Regions from separate parts of the Zea mays genome. Here all the other regions are linked to region 4. A link is a contact called in public Hi-C data. All regions are on one chromosome and are shown on one strand. The core of a region is the stretch at or near the end of the contact, and the rest is flanking DNA. Distances in the headings are between cores, read along the strand shown. Region 1 has its middle 25 kb from the start of LOC103635675. Region 2 holds the start of LOC103635678 (pyruvate, phosphate dikinase 2-like). Region 3 holds the start of mbd101 (methyl-binding domain 101). Region 4 holds the start of LOC103635676 (autophagy-related protein 18h).

Region 1 (3,337 bases), core at 495-2,994, 140 kb after region 4:
TGTTTTAGGTCCGACCGCGCACCCAGGGTTGCCCCTCGAGGTGCTTTTTGGAGTAGGACGGTGTTACCGACTGTAGCTCGATGGTTCATGCTAGTGCTTTTTGGAGTAGGACGGTGTTACCGACTGTAGCTCGATGGTTCGTGCCAGATGCATGAGAGACAGTAGACAATCTTGTACAGGTTCGGGCCGCTTTGAGATGCGTAATACCCTATGTCCTGGTGTGGATCTTTTATGTGGTGGGTTACAGGGGAGTTCTCTAGTACCAGAGATGCTAGAGAGCTGAGTAGATGGCTAATGAGTGAGTTGTGTTTGAGGGGGTGCCCCCTAGGCCTTATATACTCGACCATAGGGCGTTACATGCGGATATGATAACAACATGCGCCTAAGTAATAGTGAACCGACTGAGCTTATCTTCCTATTATTCTACCGACTTATCATCATTTAGCTCCGACGCTTGAGGCCGCAGCGCAGGAGAAACAAATCACTGATGTGGATAATGCTTGAATTCATTGGGCCGCCTGGACTCGAGTTGATCCAATCTTGCGTCGATTCATTCTGCCAGACATTCCTCCCCAGACCCACGAATGGATGGCCTTGCGAAACAATGGGCCCAAGGCCTTTCGCGAGGTCTTCTAGCCTTCTAGTGGACCCGAGGGATATCTGTCCCCAACATCACCCCCTCTTGGGCGTCATGATCATTTCACCTTTGTGTAGGGGCACCAACGAGGATTAATAAGAACCTTACATGGTTCTTGATATTTCGATAAAAATATCGGCACTTCAATGTGCTACCTTACTTAAGCTTCTGCATTTATATTTATTCCTTTAGTTATGTGCTTTACCATTCCTATCTTAGATCATAGGCTACTTGGTAGAACTGAAACTTAGGTTGCATAACTCATTTTGCGGTAGAGATAGCAACACTTAGACATAATCTTTATTGCACTAGCTTTCTTGGTTATCCGTATAGGTTTTGTTTAAGAGATTAAATTAGAGGCCTAGTTTAGAGCGATAAATAGGAAGTCCTAATTCACCCTCTAGGCATCCACGTTCATTTCAGAGATCAAGCATGGGCACAATAAGGGATACAAGCCTATGGGAGAGTCACACATTGGGAATGAGTGGGAGTCAACTAAAGAATCAAGTGAAAAGGATGAGACAATTGCAATTGTGGCGAGTCAAGGTGAGAAGGTAAAATTAAAGGCTTAACCTCTTCCATCTCCTAGCGATGTCGTCTCTAGTGAACTTAGTGATAGATCTGGTAATGATGGATCTAGTGATGAAGAATATGATAACATAATTAAAAAAATTGGATCCAAAGACCAAGTTATTCACCACCAAGCTAGTGGAGGATTTAGATTTTGTCCAAACCAAACTAGCAAATAGAGATGATGATCTCTATGAGCAAGAAAAAGATGTATATTATATTGCTTGCAAGGAAGCTCTTGCAATATATATAATAGAGAGAAGTGGGGTGGACTCCTTGCAAGAGGCTTTGGCCAAAGAGCAAGTAGCAGAAGAAAGGCAAATGTTTTGATCAGCAAAAGAGCTTAGAACAGCTTTAAGGAAGAAAATTGTCTTGGGCAAGCTTCTAGCTAGTACCAATCAATAAAAGAACACGGTGCTACCAATCAATAAAAAAATTTCGGTGAATAATTCGTAGCAGTGGACGTTGATATGTAGAGGCTGTGCACCGGGCCCGTACGTGATCACAACCGCTGCGTGTAGTCCGTGTCGGACGGCGAGAGCGTGGACCACCACACCACCCCCCGTATGCATGGCCACGTGAACTGAATGCGGTGCTAGTAGCTAGCTCTAGCACCCCCGACCCGACGACGCTTCTTGCCATAATGGTATGGAAATGTTAGGTAGGCGTAGGTGCTAGAAACTGATCCCCCGATTGCCGAACGCCGCAGCTAGGGCTGGAAATAGATGTCTGGATATTCGAATTATCCGTATTTGTATTCGCTAAAACTGCTAATATGGATATTCGATTATTCGTATCCGTATTCGATTTCAATATAGATGTCAAATGGATGTATTCGAATTCGATTTATAGTACTTTTCTCTATCCGATTCCATATTCGTATTCGAAAAAACCATAAAACATTCGATACTATCCGTATCCGTGAAAAAAATATGTTTCATGAAACCTTTTAAAACTTAACTTTATCACTAATTACTAATTAAAATTGATTTTAAGATTAATAATATACTGAAAAAATGATACATATCATTTTAGATATTAAAAATTATTTATATGATATATAAATAAATATATCAACCTTATATTTCTAGTGATATTCAATACTAAAATCCAACAGGTTTCATAAACATTTAATTATAACTCTCAACTTTATCTATATAGTGAACACATCTCAATAAAGTTCTATAAACATTCAACTATCACTCTCCACTTACAATATAAAGATAAATTTCTTAATGTTTTCATTTAAGTTTTGGTATACACATTTATATAGGACATTCATTCATTTTAGAACGGAAAATTTGTTTTTATTGGTACATTTACTTTTTTATATCAATTCTAATTTACTTGTATTTGTACAAATGTCACTTATTAAATATCACGTGCTGTTGTTTATCTTTTGTTACATGCTTCGATAGTTTAAAAATATTATTTATATAGTTTTGTTGACTTGGATATGAAGGATCACAAGAAATCTATTTTATTTTAAGTTTGTTTTGACTATCTATAAACTTATACTTAAATTAAATACACATATACATATGTTAAATTTCAGAATATGATGTTTGAGTTGAATTGAGTAAATATCTGAATAAAAATTCGAATTCGACTATCCGTTTTGTATTCGTATCCGAATTCGAACAAAAATATGGTAAACTATGACATTCGTATTCGTATCCGTGCGTATTCGATCCGTTTCCACCCCTAGCCGCAGCATGCGCTAGTCGTGTTCGTGCACTCGTGTCTCGTGTAGCACGCAGACGCAGACGCAGCTGGTCGACAACTGTTGTGGTGCCAGCGCCGGACCGGCCGCTGTACGCCCATGCTCGTCGATGCTATGGTCCTGCGGAGCGAGACAGCTGGGAGAGGCAGTAGTGACCCTTGGTGGATGCCTGTCCACTCGTCCCGCGCGTACGTGAATATAATACGTGATGTGTCCTTGTGGCGGCCGGCTTGGGGTTCGTGTCTTCGTCACCGGCACGCGCGTACGAGCATTCCAGCGAAACGTCGTCGTCCACCACCGTACGGCTCCGATCCCCCTATGAATGACTACTGTCTGTAGAGCTTGGAACTAGAAGAAGATCGCTAGCTATGTACAAGGACGCGTCGATGACCCGGCAGACGCCGGCG
Region 2 (3,370 bases), core at 83-2,582, 180 kb before region 4:
GGGTGACTGAGGATATGCATGGAATTAATGGAACACACACACACACACACTGCACCTGAGGGGAATGGCTCTCCCTTAGCCTCCACGTAGACGTTCTTGTACTGGCTCACCAGCTCTTTGAGGTCGGTGGCGGTGAGGTCGGTGTCGTTCTTCAGCCCCTTGGCTTTCTTCATGGCTTCAAGCTTCTCTTCGAACAGCGCGTGGGGGATGTCCATCACCTGGTGTGGTAAGTAAATAAAAAAGGATCCGATAAGAAAATCTGATGTGTTTTCACTCTGCGGTGGCCGGTGGTGGGATCGATTGTGTGTTTCCTCCAGTCCGACAAACCAAGTTTAACGACGTGGGCTCCAAAATCTGACAAGGACGTCTACGTGAATTCTGCCTCTTGGGTTCTGACCTGACGAAACTATGCCCACCTTTTAATTTGTTTTGTTTTTACCTCACCGATGGCGATTTGCGTCTGTGTGACAGAAACATGTTCGTTCGTTCCTCAGGTAATGGAACTGTTAAAGTCGTTTAGTTTTTATATATATGAAGTTTATAAAAAATAATAGTAAAAACCAGCCACGTTCGTTTAGCCCAAGGGAAAGCGGCTGGCCACATACCCTGGTCTATAGCTAGCAATTAGCAAACAGACAAAGAAAAAAAAAGAACTCCAGCCTTGGTGGACCGATCAGGTTGGAGGGAGCTAGGAGTAGAATACTAGTTAGTACTCACGACGTTGCCGAACATGTCGAGGAAGCGGCGGAAGGAGTCGTAGGCGAAGCGGTCCCCGCTCTTGGCCGCCAGCCCGGCTGCCACTTGGTCGTTGAGCCCCAGGTTGAGCACCGTGTCCATCATCCCGGGCATGGACACCGCGGCGCCGGAGCGGACGGAGAGCAGGAGCGGGCGCCGCGGGTCGCCGAGGGCGGCGCCCATGTACTCCTCCACCCACCGCAGGCCGTCGAGGACCTCCGCCCAGAGCCCCGGCGGGAGGGCGCGCCCGGCCTCCTGGTACTGCTGGCACGCCTCCGTCGACACCGTGAACCCCGGCGGCACCGACAGCCCGATGCTCGCCATCTCCGCCAGGTTCGCGCCCTTGCCGCCCAGCTGCATGTACGTAGTAGTAGTATTCATCATCAGCGTGCATACATATGCATACATGCAGTAGCAAAGCAAGCGAATTGAATACAGAAGAAGGACCCTCTCACCAGCTCCTTCATGTTCTTGTTGCCCTCGCTCTTGCCCTTGCCGAAGTGGAACACCCTCTGCGACGAACGGCCACATGGAGCGGGCGCCATTAGCACGGCAAAGCAAAGCAAACAACACTGATCAGTGACAAGATACAACAACGGGCGCTGTGGCTGATGACGAAGCAGCAGGGCCTGCGCCGGGCTCTATTTATAGCAGCGGCAGTAGGCAGTAGGCAGCCGGCCCCGCGCTCGTGTCTGATGATGTGACACTGACAGGCGGGAGCCCAAATCATGCAAGCATGTACGTACGCAACACTTTTTTTTATTTTTTATTTTTCACAAACCCAGGGGAAGCCCCTGGTATATATAAAAAACAAATAAAATAGGCGAAGAAGCGTTCGGGCACAAAATCGGTTGGGCAAAAATCCATGCTCGGATGGGCTTTTACACGTACGCACCCAGCTAACCGGATGCATATCCGGACGCCCGGTAACCTCACCCCGCGTCACTGCCACTGCCTCGCCCCTAGTGCCCCCCTCCCTTTCTGTTTCGTCGATGCAATGTGTGCGTGCGTGTGTTGCTTGCCTTCGTGAACAGATGCAATGTGTGCGTGGCTGTGGTTGTCAGTCTACCAAGCCGCTTCAAAAGCATAGATACACACGGGTAATAAATATTTTAACAAATAGCTTGTGATCGAGTGTAAGAAGATTGGTAATCTACTAATGCGAAATTAGCGTGAGCGTCGTCTTCTATCTTGAGGAGCAAAATTAGCATGCATTTCTGCCATCTATATAATGGCATCAAGGATGTTTTGCCTCATGCAGGTAGGCTCTCGATCGGTCAATGAAGCTAGAGAAGCGCTAACTGAAGCTTGAGTACTGGTCAGTAAATGCATGGCCTGCCAAGGCCCAACCCTGGTTACCATACCTGGTGTGCATCCAGCCAGAGAAAGAAAGAAAAAAGAAAAGAAAAACTGAAAACTGATGAATTGCTCACGCTGGCTGCTAGCGTCCGTCCAAGCGCCGCTTCTGTGTGTGACTCACGCTGTCGTGTCAGCCGCACGCATGCGTGACGCGCGGTACGCGCGCAGGCGCAGACGCAGACGCAGACGCAGACGCAGACGCAGACGCAGACGCGGCGCGCGCTTTCTGTTTCAGAAGGACGACGACGCCGCGTCGTCGTTGGTCGCTTGCTCGAGTAGTCGAGTGCTCTCGGACGACGATGGAAGGCTAGTTGAATAGTTAGTTGATCGATCAGTAGAGCTTGTTAGAAATCTCCTCTTTTTTTTTATTCGTCGATCGTATCAGTAGCCTCGGACGATGGGATCGAAACTTAGGCGTTATTTGTTTCGAATTATAATCTCTCTAAATTATATAATCCAGCACAAATAATCTAATAGGTAAACAAGCACATATATTATGAGTTCATATTATATAATCTAAAGTCTAGATTATGATAATCTCATAATCTCCTCAAGAGTAGCTTATTTGAGATTATTTTGACAAAATACCCACTTAAATAGAAATTATAATATATGTTATCCTTCTTTTCTCACCTCAAATAAACAAACAAGGATATTATTGTCTTTATGAATAGTCTATATTCAGTGGCGGACCCAGCTACTATATTTAGGGTGTGCCAAGAAAAAAAAATTAAAAAAACAAACAAAAAATAAGGATCAACAAGACTCGAACCTTGACCACCAAGTTTAAAATATAGCACTTACACCACTATGCTAACTACACTTTGATTTTAGGATGTGCCGTGGACCATATGGACCACCCGCTGGGTCCGCCCCTGTCTATATTTATATAATCTAGACTACTAAACAACTACATATAAATTATAATATGTCTAGATTATAATCTAGATTATATAATTTAGATTATAATCCAGATTATATAATCTATAAGCTGAAACAAATAGATCCTTAACTACACGCCCTAGATGCAGGCAAGGACCATTATTTTCCCCCCTTCTAGTATATTTTAATTATACCGTCTTTTCTCATCAGGACTCAGGCGGAGCGTGCATACGTGCGATCCGATCGTGTCTTGACTTGTGCAACGTCACTTGAGTTATGCGAGTAGCTGGACAGCAATAGATATGAGAGGGAAAAACGGTTCTTTTGGAAGTAGAGTAGTTGTTTGGTTGGTAGTACGTAGTAGCAGTCGTATATGTGTGTGTGGCGACTATCA
Region 3 (3,585 bases), core at 813-3,312, 250 kb before region 4:
GACTGATTGCAAACCTTGTGCCACTCTGATTGACACATCAGCCAAGCTTTCTGGTACTTCTGGTGCTCCTGTCAGTGACCCTACACAGTACAGAAGCCTGGCGAGTGCTTTGCAGTACTTGATGTTTACTCGTCCAGATATCTCTTATGCAGTCCAGCAAGTTTGCCTTCATATGCATGACCCGCGTGAGCCTCACTTGACTGCTCTCAAGCGCATCCTTCTGTACTTGCAGGGTACTCCGGATTTCGGCCTTCGTTTTCACCGTTCCGCTACGACTGAACTCATTGTGTACACTGATGCTGATTGGGCAGGCTGCCCTGACACTCGCCGGTCTACTTCAAGCTATGCAATCTTCCTGGGTGACAATCTTGTGTCATGGTCCTCCAAGCGTCAAAACACAGTCTCTCGTTCGAGTGACGAGGTTGAGTATCGGGCTGTGGCTAATGGTGTTGCAGAAGCTTCCTAGTTGCGGCAGCTCTTGATGGAACTACATTCTCCTTTGACTCGCAGGAGCTTGGTCTATTATGACAATGTTAGTGCCGTCTACATGTCCTCTAACCCGGTTCAGCACCAGCGTACAAAGCATATTGAGATTGATCTTCACTTTGTTCGCGACAAGGTCGCCATTGGGGATGTTCGTCTTCCGACGACATCTTAGTTTGCTGACATTTTCACTAAAGGCATGTCGTCCTCGATCTTCACCGACTTTAGATCCAGTCTCAACATCTGTCGTGGCTAGAGTTGGGACTGCACGGGGGGGGGGGGGGGGGGGGGGGGGTTTAGAATATTTGTATAGGCCTTATGTGTGTGGGGGGTCGGGCTGTCATTTGCGTATGTACAGGCCCGGCCCATAGGTGTTGCGCCACCTCTGCTGGGAGGTTTTTCCCCCTGTCTTGCCGCCACCCTCCTGTAGGCGGCAGCCCTAGGGTTTCCTCCCCTCCTGTCTGCCTATATATGTTGCCCCTTGGGGTCCTATCAATACACACAAATCATAGGCGACTATCCCTGTCCAACAACTTGGATTCTAATAATGGCAAATGATTGTTTTGTTCTCTTAAATTCCTCCCTTCTGGTTACTAGCAATAAACTTAGACATTTACACCTAAAATCTGAACCAAAGCATAACAGCACACCAGCAACTTCTGTAATAATACATGTAAAACATTTCAAGAACTCAAAGACAAATTTCGCGTTTGCATTGATTCACCTGATAAAAACCGTGCATGACATGAAAGCATATACAAGACTCAAAGAGCAAACGATGGGTGCTTTAGAATCAATTTAAGATACTTTCTTTTCCATTTTCCCAATATTTCAGGTGCCTGATTTTTTAGATGACATCATGCAACATTTTTGTACAACTAACTAGTAGAGGTAAATTATTTTCTTATGATTTATCTTTGTATCATAACGTATCGAATTTTTGTCTTTGTTTGACTATAAAAATAGTTGTTAGCTGTCTTTGTGTCAACACGGATCAGATTTTATTGGGTTTGTGATTTTGTCTAATTGGTTTTTTATTCTCGAAACTGTAATTTTAGTATATAAAATATATGCAATAACCGTCGTCTAAAAAAACTAGAATTCAGGCATATGAATTTTAGCAAATCCCTTTCTTTTTATCAAAATGGATTTGCGGGAGAACCTATGTGTGAATCGACCCAACCCTAATCCCCAATGTCTGGAACTAAAATTGCACGCAATATTTTCCGTATCAAAAATCAAGCATGCATACTAGCACTACAATCTAGCGCGGACACAAACCTTTCGAAACAAAATAACCAGATGCAACCGATGAACCAAGTGGTTAATAGAGCCACTACTATATCCAACAAAGTCAACACCTGATAATGATGTATCTGGCACAAAACGAAGTACCCACATCAACGACGCAGGCCGCCAGGGCAAGAAGGGGCCAAAGCTACAGCGCATATCAATCCACAAAACAAGGTGCCATCGATCTGTGAGGAAGAGCGCGAAGAAGTGCAAACCTGAGAGGGGGCCGAACCCGGGGTCGACCCTGTTGTCATGCCGACGGCGAGGTGGCAGAGGGGCACAGGCGACACGGGGATTGGGGAATGGACGGGCTGTATCTGTTTGTGAGAGGAGGACTGCGGAGGGCCTGGTCGTCAACTAGAGATCGACAATGGGCCTGATTCCCAATTTCTTACCATGACTCGGATTGTTCTATGGGCCGCAGAAAACCCCCGGATAAACTTGGGGCGTAGCTTTCACAGGATGTGTGTGATCAGAAGCGTACTATAAACTCCTAGGTCAAATTTCGCGCATGCATCACGTGATCGGTTCATTGCATAGGTGCATGAGAATAGTCTCTAAATTCTACACTATAAAATTTAAAAATCAGATTGGATTAGAATAAACTCTATTTCTACTCATTTTTAAACTAAAAATTATTTATAGCGTTATTATTTTGTAAAGAATCATTTGGATCGCGATCCATTATCAATTACCACCCCTAGCTACGTCCAAGCTCGCGTCGTCCCGTGGACCGTGTGCAGCGGGTATTCGATTGGTGGGTTGGAGCCTACACCCGCGCCTGCAGCCATTGGCTCATTTTGGCTTGCTTGCCTACATGCGTGTAAACGCAGCTTTCCCACGTTTCCCGCGGGCCAGGCTCGTGCGAAGCCAGTGCGGGATACCAATCACGCGTGCAGAGGACGTGTGAATTCCCTGAAGACTCGCTGACTTCCGGACAAGTCAGCACCAATCTCGTAGACGCGGGGGACTGAACGTTCGGCGCATCGTGTGTGTAACTCCTCTTCTATCGAGAATAAGGCAGAGAGGGAGCTCCTACGAAAACAGAGACACATCAATAGGCATAGTCATCTTCTAGCTCGAGAACTCTTTGTAACTAAGAACATTGTGCAATACAACTCCACAAACTCACAGGGTGTAGGGTATTACACGCACAAGCGGCCCAAACCTTTATAATTCTATGTGTTCTGTCGTGCCCTAAACAAACCATCGAGCTACGATTGGTCTCGCCATCCTCCCAAAAGCACTATGCGGTATCCTGTAGTGTGTCGTCGGGACCAAACACCGACATTGTAGGCAATTCATTATTTTTAAATAGCAAGATGATTTTAGCCTCTCTAATCACCTTTGGTATCCTTGCTCAAAAAATCCCTTAGGATATGGGGATGGAGAAGTTTCTTCCCCCATAGGGATGTAAACAGGAAAAAATCTCCCTCGATAGATAAACGGGGACGGGGATAGGGAAACATTTCCTATCCTCATTCCCGCAGGGATCTATTAAACTTACACGTGACAATGTTTTCGTGTAATAGTTAATGATAAAAATAAAAAATTACCTTGTCAAGAGACCACTCATTATGCAAAATGTGTTCATTTTGATGTACACATAATGTTTTTCATTGACAATATGTATAAGTGACAATGTTTTGTATTAATAACAAATGGCATATGATTATAATTTAAGCGGGGAGGGGATCTTCGTCGAGGATTTATCCCCATGGGGTATGAGGATGGGAAACAAATATCCCCGCAAACGTTCATGGGTTTCCCTCGAGGAAAAAATTTTCATCACGAGGACGGGGAGCTATT
Region 4 (3,370 bases), core at 357-2,856:
ACAATGCCATCAAGCTCCACAAGAACCTCTCCCGCAGATCGATCCTGCTGCTGGGTCGATCTCGTTGACACGGCTATCGTCGCTTTGTTTCTTGGAGAAGGACGTGGAGGGTTGGGGAAAATGGATCTGGGTGCGGCGACGACTATCGGTGGGAGGGAGGGGGTCACCGCGAGCAGGGCGGGCGCAACGGTCGTGCGTCCTCTGTCGAGGCGAAGGCTGCGGCTGGGGGAAGACGGGGGGCGTCGGGGCGAGTGGAAGCGAACGCTGATTGCGGTGGGGATTCCGCTCTCCATGTTAGATTCTGGTCCAATCTTGTGGAGGCGAAGGCGCTGATTGCGGGGGCGGGGGCGTCGGGGCGAGTGGAGGCGAAGGCTACGGCTGGGGGAAGACGCTGATTGCGGATGGAGGCGCTGATTGCTCGTTCCCAGATCCAGAGCGTGGGGATTGCCGGATGCTGGCCACGTACCAGCCTGCATCGCGCCATGGTGCGGAGGTGGAGGGGGGAGCGGTGCATCGCGCAGAAGATTTTGGCGAGTGGATCGCGCTGGGTCCGACGGCGAGCAGAGAAGAGAGCGGGGCGCAGAGATGGCGGCCAGAGAGCGCGCAGATGGTGGGCGAGAGAGACAGCAAAGAGGAGAGTTCCTTGGAACCACGTGGACCTTCCAAATTCTCCTTCCATGATGGCGGGCGAGAGAGCGGAGAGCGGGGGCGCCGGCAGAACCGTGCGCCAAAAAAAAATGTGGACGCCTACACTAATAACTTAAGTAGTAGTAGAGATTTGAAGTTGTTTTGATATATTAGACTTTTATCATTCAAAATTTTGTTATTTAATTAGAAAAAAATTGAATATATATATATATATATATATATATATATATATATATATATATATATATATATATATATATATATATATATATATATATATATATATATATATATATATATATATATATATAGCCTTAAAGGCCCAAATTTTTTTGTTTCGCTCCGGGTCCATGAAACCTGAGGACCGACCCTGTGCTCCGGCCGGGCTTCTTTCTAAGCTTGCGTGCTCTCTTCTTATATATCTAGTGATATACTACCTATATCGTCTCTCTAGATGCCCTGGTCTTTGTCGTGTCATTCTCCGAGTATGTCCGTCTCTTCTCTTCCCCTCCTGCTCTACGAAACCTTGGAAGTGGGGGAGGCAAGGGATGGAGGTCTCTGATTTGCTGACTACGGTACTCGTGCGTTAATAAAAAATATTATGTAAAAAGCGGAGACAATTAATAAAAAATCTTGAGAATTTTTTTGTGAATAATTTACGTGGGTATTGTTGTAAGCCGTCGCAACGCACAGTTAACCGACTAGTAGGCATTAGATATCGAGATTTATTGGAGTTGCTCTAACAACGATCAAACATGCAAATCAGCAAATCAAAGCATAAACCCCTTTCCCAAAGCTCGTTTTCGCAAGGAACGAGCGGATAAACAGACCGTTCCCCACGCACGCACGCTCGCTCGCTCGCCGCTCGCCAACGTCGAGGATGCCCGCTTGGCAAGGGATCTATGCCCCATATTCCCCTTGCGTGCAAGCTCCCATCCCCGTGCCCTCGCCACGAGCACCCGAGGAAAGGCTTGCCCACTCGCGGATAGGCAGTGGACCCAGGGTGGCAGAGAGCTTGTTCCGGGGACGCGAAGCCAGCTGGGGAGAGGAAAACCGGGTGGGATTAAAAGGGGAGGGAGGGAGATAGACACACGAAAGCAACAGCAAGTAGAGAGAGAAGGGAAAAGGGTGAAGCCAGGGAGTTGTTGGTTCTGGTTCTGGTCGGCGTCGGAGGGGAAGGGGACAACGAGCGGCGAGGTGGGCAAGCGAAGGAAGGAGGGATATGGTGGCAATCTGAGTCTGCGGATCGCGGCGGCGGAGGGGATCGGCGGGAGCTGGGAGGCGGCACTCGGATGGTATTGGGTTTCGCCGGCGCCGGAGGCGGCGATCGTGGATGGGCAGCGGCGGGGTCGCGGGGCGTGGGTTGTAGGAGCGGTGGCGGTGGGGAAGCCAGAGTCGGAGCGGGTGCTTGCGCTGGTCTCCGCGCTGGGGAGGAGGGGAGGGAGCGGCGGGTAGGGATGAAGCGGGGGAAGGGGGCAAGGAATGGGTTGCTGCCGAGCTCGCTGCGGATCATATCGTCCTGCCTCAAGACGGTGACCTCCAACGCTGGCTCCGTCGCGTCTACCGTGCGCTCGGCGGGCGCCTCCGTCGCCGCCTCCATCTCCTCCCCTTCCGAGGACGAGAAGGACCAGGTTCACTGCCCCGCCCCTGCCCTCCTCGTCTTCAAACATTTTTTTGTTTTCATTTTTACGCTGCTAGTGCAGATGACTGTGGGCGATGGGGTTTGCTAACTTCAGTTCTATGCTTGCAATTGTGTACTCAATTGTCAATTGTGCATTCTGCAGTGGTAGGTTTGGGTAGTGCCTGGACGCACTTCCTTTGTTCCAGTAGATTCATCGTACTAGTAGCAATTACTCGCTCTTCAAGTGAGTTGACCATTAACAATGTTACTGCTGGATAGGAAAAGCTAGAAAATACTATAATATTGGATTGTTACCCTTGCAATCGTGTCTCAGAAACGCCATTTTGCAGTAGGAGCTGTGAGTAATCCAACGAGGTAGAGCTGATGTTCTTGTACTTTCGAAATTCCAGTGCAATTAATGGAGCTTTGAGTGAGTTGACCATGAATTTAGTTTAACTAGTCTGAAGTGAAAAGGCTGGAGAGCACAGATTAGATCAGTGTTCACCCAAACACTAAACAATAAGGAGTTGGCCACCTATGTTGTAGCTGTTTATTTGGGCTAAATGACAGTTTAAATGGTCTAAATTGCCATTTAAACAGGATAAGTGTCTGATTAAATGGACACGACTAGCCACTGCTGCGTCTAAATAGCATTTAAAGGGATAAATGGCTGTTTGGGTGGAACATCGGAGTCATTTTTGTAGTAGTTCAGTAGAATTTTTCTGTGCTCATACTGCACATGGCTAATGGGTGCCTTGTTATTGTTGGCAACAGTTTTTTTGTTTTGGATTTTTCTTCAGTGTTCTTAAATTTTGCCTGGACAACAAAATGTCGGTTTCTCCAAGTATAGTTAATGCTTAGCTCAATTCAGTTTCACCACTAACAATTTTGATTGGACAAATGTTTGCCGCTGTATGTTTCTGCTAATTTATGCACAGATGCAATCTTGATGATCCATCTATAAACAGGTTTTGTGGGCTGGATTTGATAAACTGGAGCTTCAACCATCATCATTCAAGCATGTCCTGCTTGTTGGTTATTCAAATGGGTTTCAAGTGCTCGATGTTGAGGATGCTGCAAATGTTTGCGAGTTGGTCTCAA

Evidence for each region. Hi-C and Micro-C count contacts between places; a contact is called where the count stands out from the background.
Region 1: a Hi-C map of leaf shows a contact between it and region 4, with 4 times the contacts expected there. The contact joins the enhancer-like site here to the promoter of LOC103635676 in region 4. A contact is called at or near these places in 2 of 25 Hi-C or Micro-C datasets (bundle sheath and leaf).
Region 2: a contact with region 4 is called in a Hi-C map of tassel, with 4 times the contacts expected there. The contact joins the promoter of LOC103635678 here to the promoter of LOC103635676 in region 4. A contact is called at or near these places in 9 of 25 Hi-C or Micro-C datasets (bundle sheath, ear, endosperm and 2 more) and 1 of 3 datasets of contacts at active chromatin or transcription factors (leaf).
Region 3: a contact with region 4 is called in a Hi-C map of ear, with 2.6 times the contacts expected there. The contact joins the promoter of mbd101 here to the promoter of LOC103635676 in region 4. A contact is called at or near these places in 2 of 25 Hi-C or Micro-C datasets (ear and endosperm).

What each region holds. Positions count from the first base shown.
Region 1 is chr8:109,003,693-109,007,029 of Zm-B73-REFERENCE-NAM-5.0, reverse strand. No RefSeq gene overlaps it. Among protein-coding and RNA genes, the nearest start is that of LOC103635675, 25 kb to the right of the region's middle. Within about 2 kb of position 1,744, at least 16 of the 20 cell types and tissues checked have an H3K27ac peak or open chromatin away from gene starts, as enhancers often do. A contact at or near this core is called in bundle sheath and leaf, where this site is marked.
Region 2 is chr8:109,317,229-109,320,598 of Zm-B73-REFERENCE-NAM-5.0, reverse strand. It overlaps LOC103635678 (pyruvate, phosphate dikinase 2-like), which reads right to left and starts at 1,332. Exons shown (of 18, transcript NM_001358399.1): 1 at 1,191-1,332; 2 at 718-1,089; 3 at 56-218. The coding sequence starts at 1,280.
Region 3 is chr8:109,391,169-109,394,753 of Zm-B73-REFERENCE-NAM-5.0, reverse strand. It overlaps mbd101 (methyl-binding domain 101), which reads right to left and starts at 2,062. Exons shown (of 2, transcript NM_001111702.1): 1 at 1,992-2,062. The coding sequence starts at 2,030.
Region 4 is chr8:109,141,785-109,145,154 of Zm-B73-REFERENCE-NAM-5.0, reverse strand. It overlaps LOC103635676 (autophagy-related protein 18h), which reads left to right and starts at 1,606. Exons shown (of 10, transcript XR_557556.4): 1 at 1,606-2,279; 2 at 3,238-3,370. LOC103637166 (ATP synthase subunit gamma, chloroplastic) reads left to right here. Exons shown (of 1, transcript XM_008659417.1): 1 at 1-68. The coding sequence ends at 68.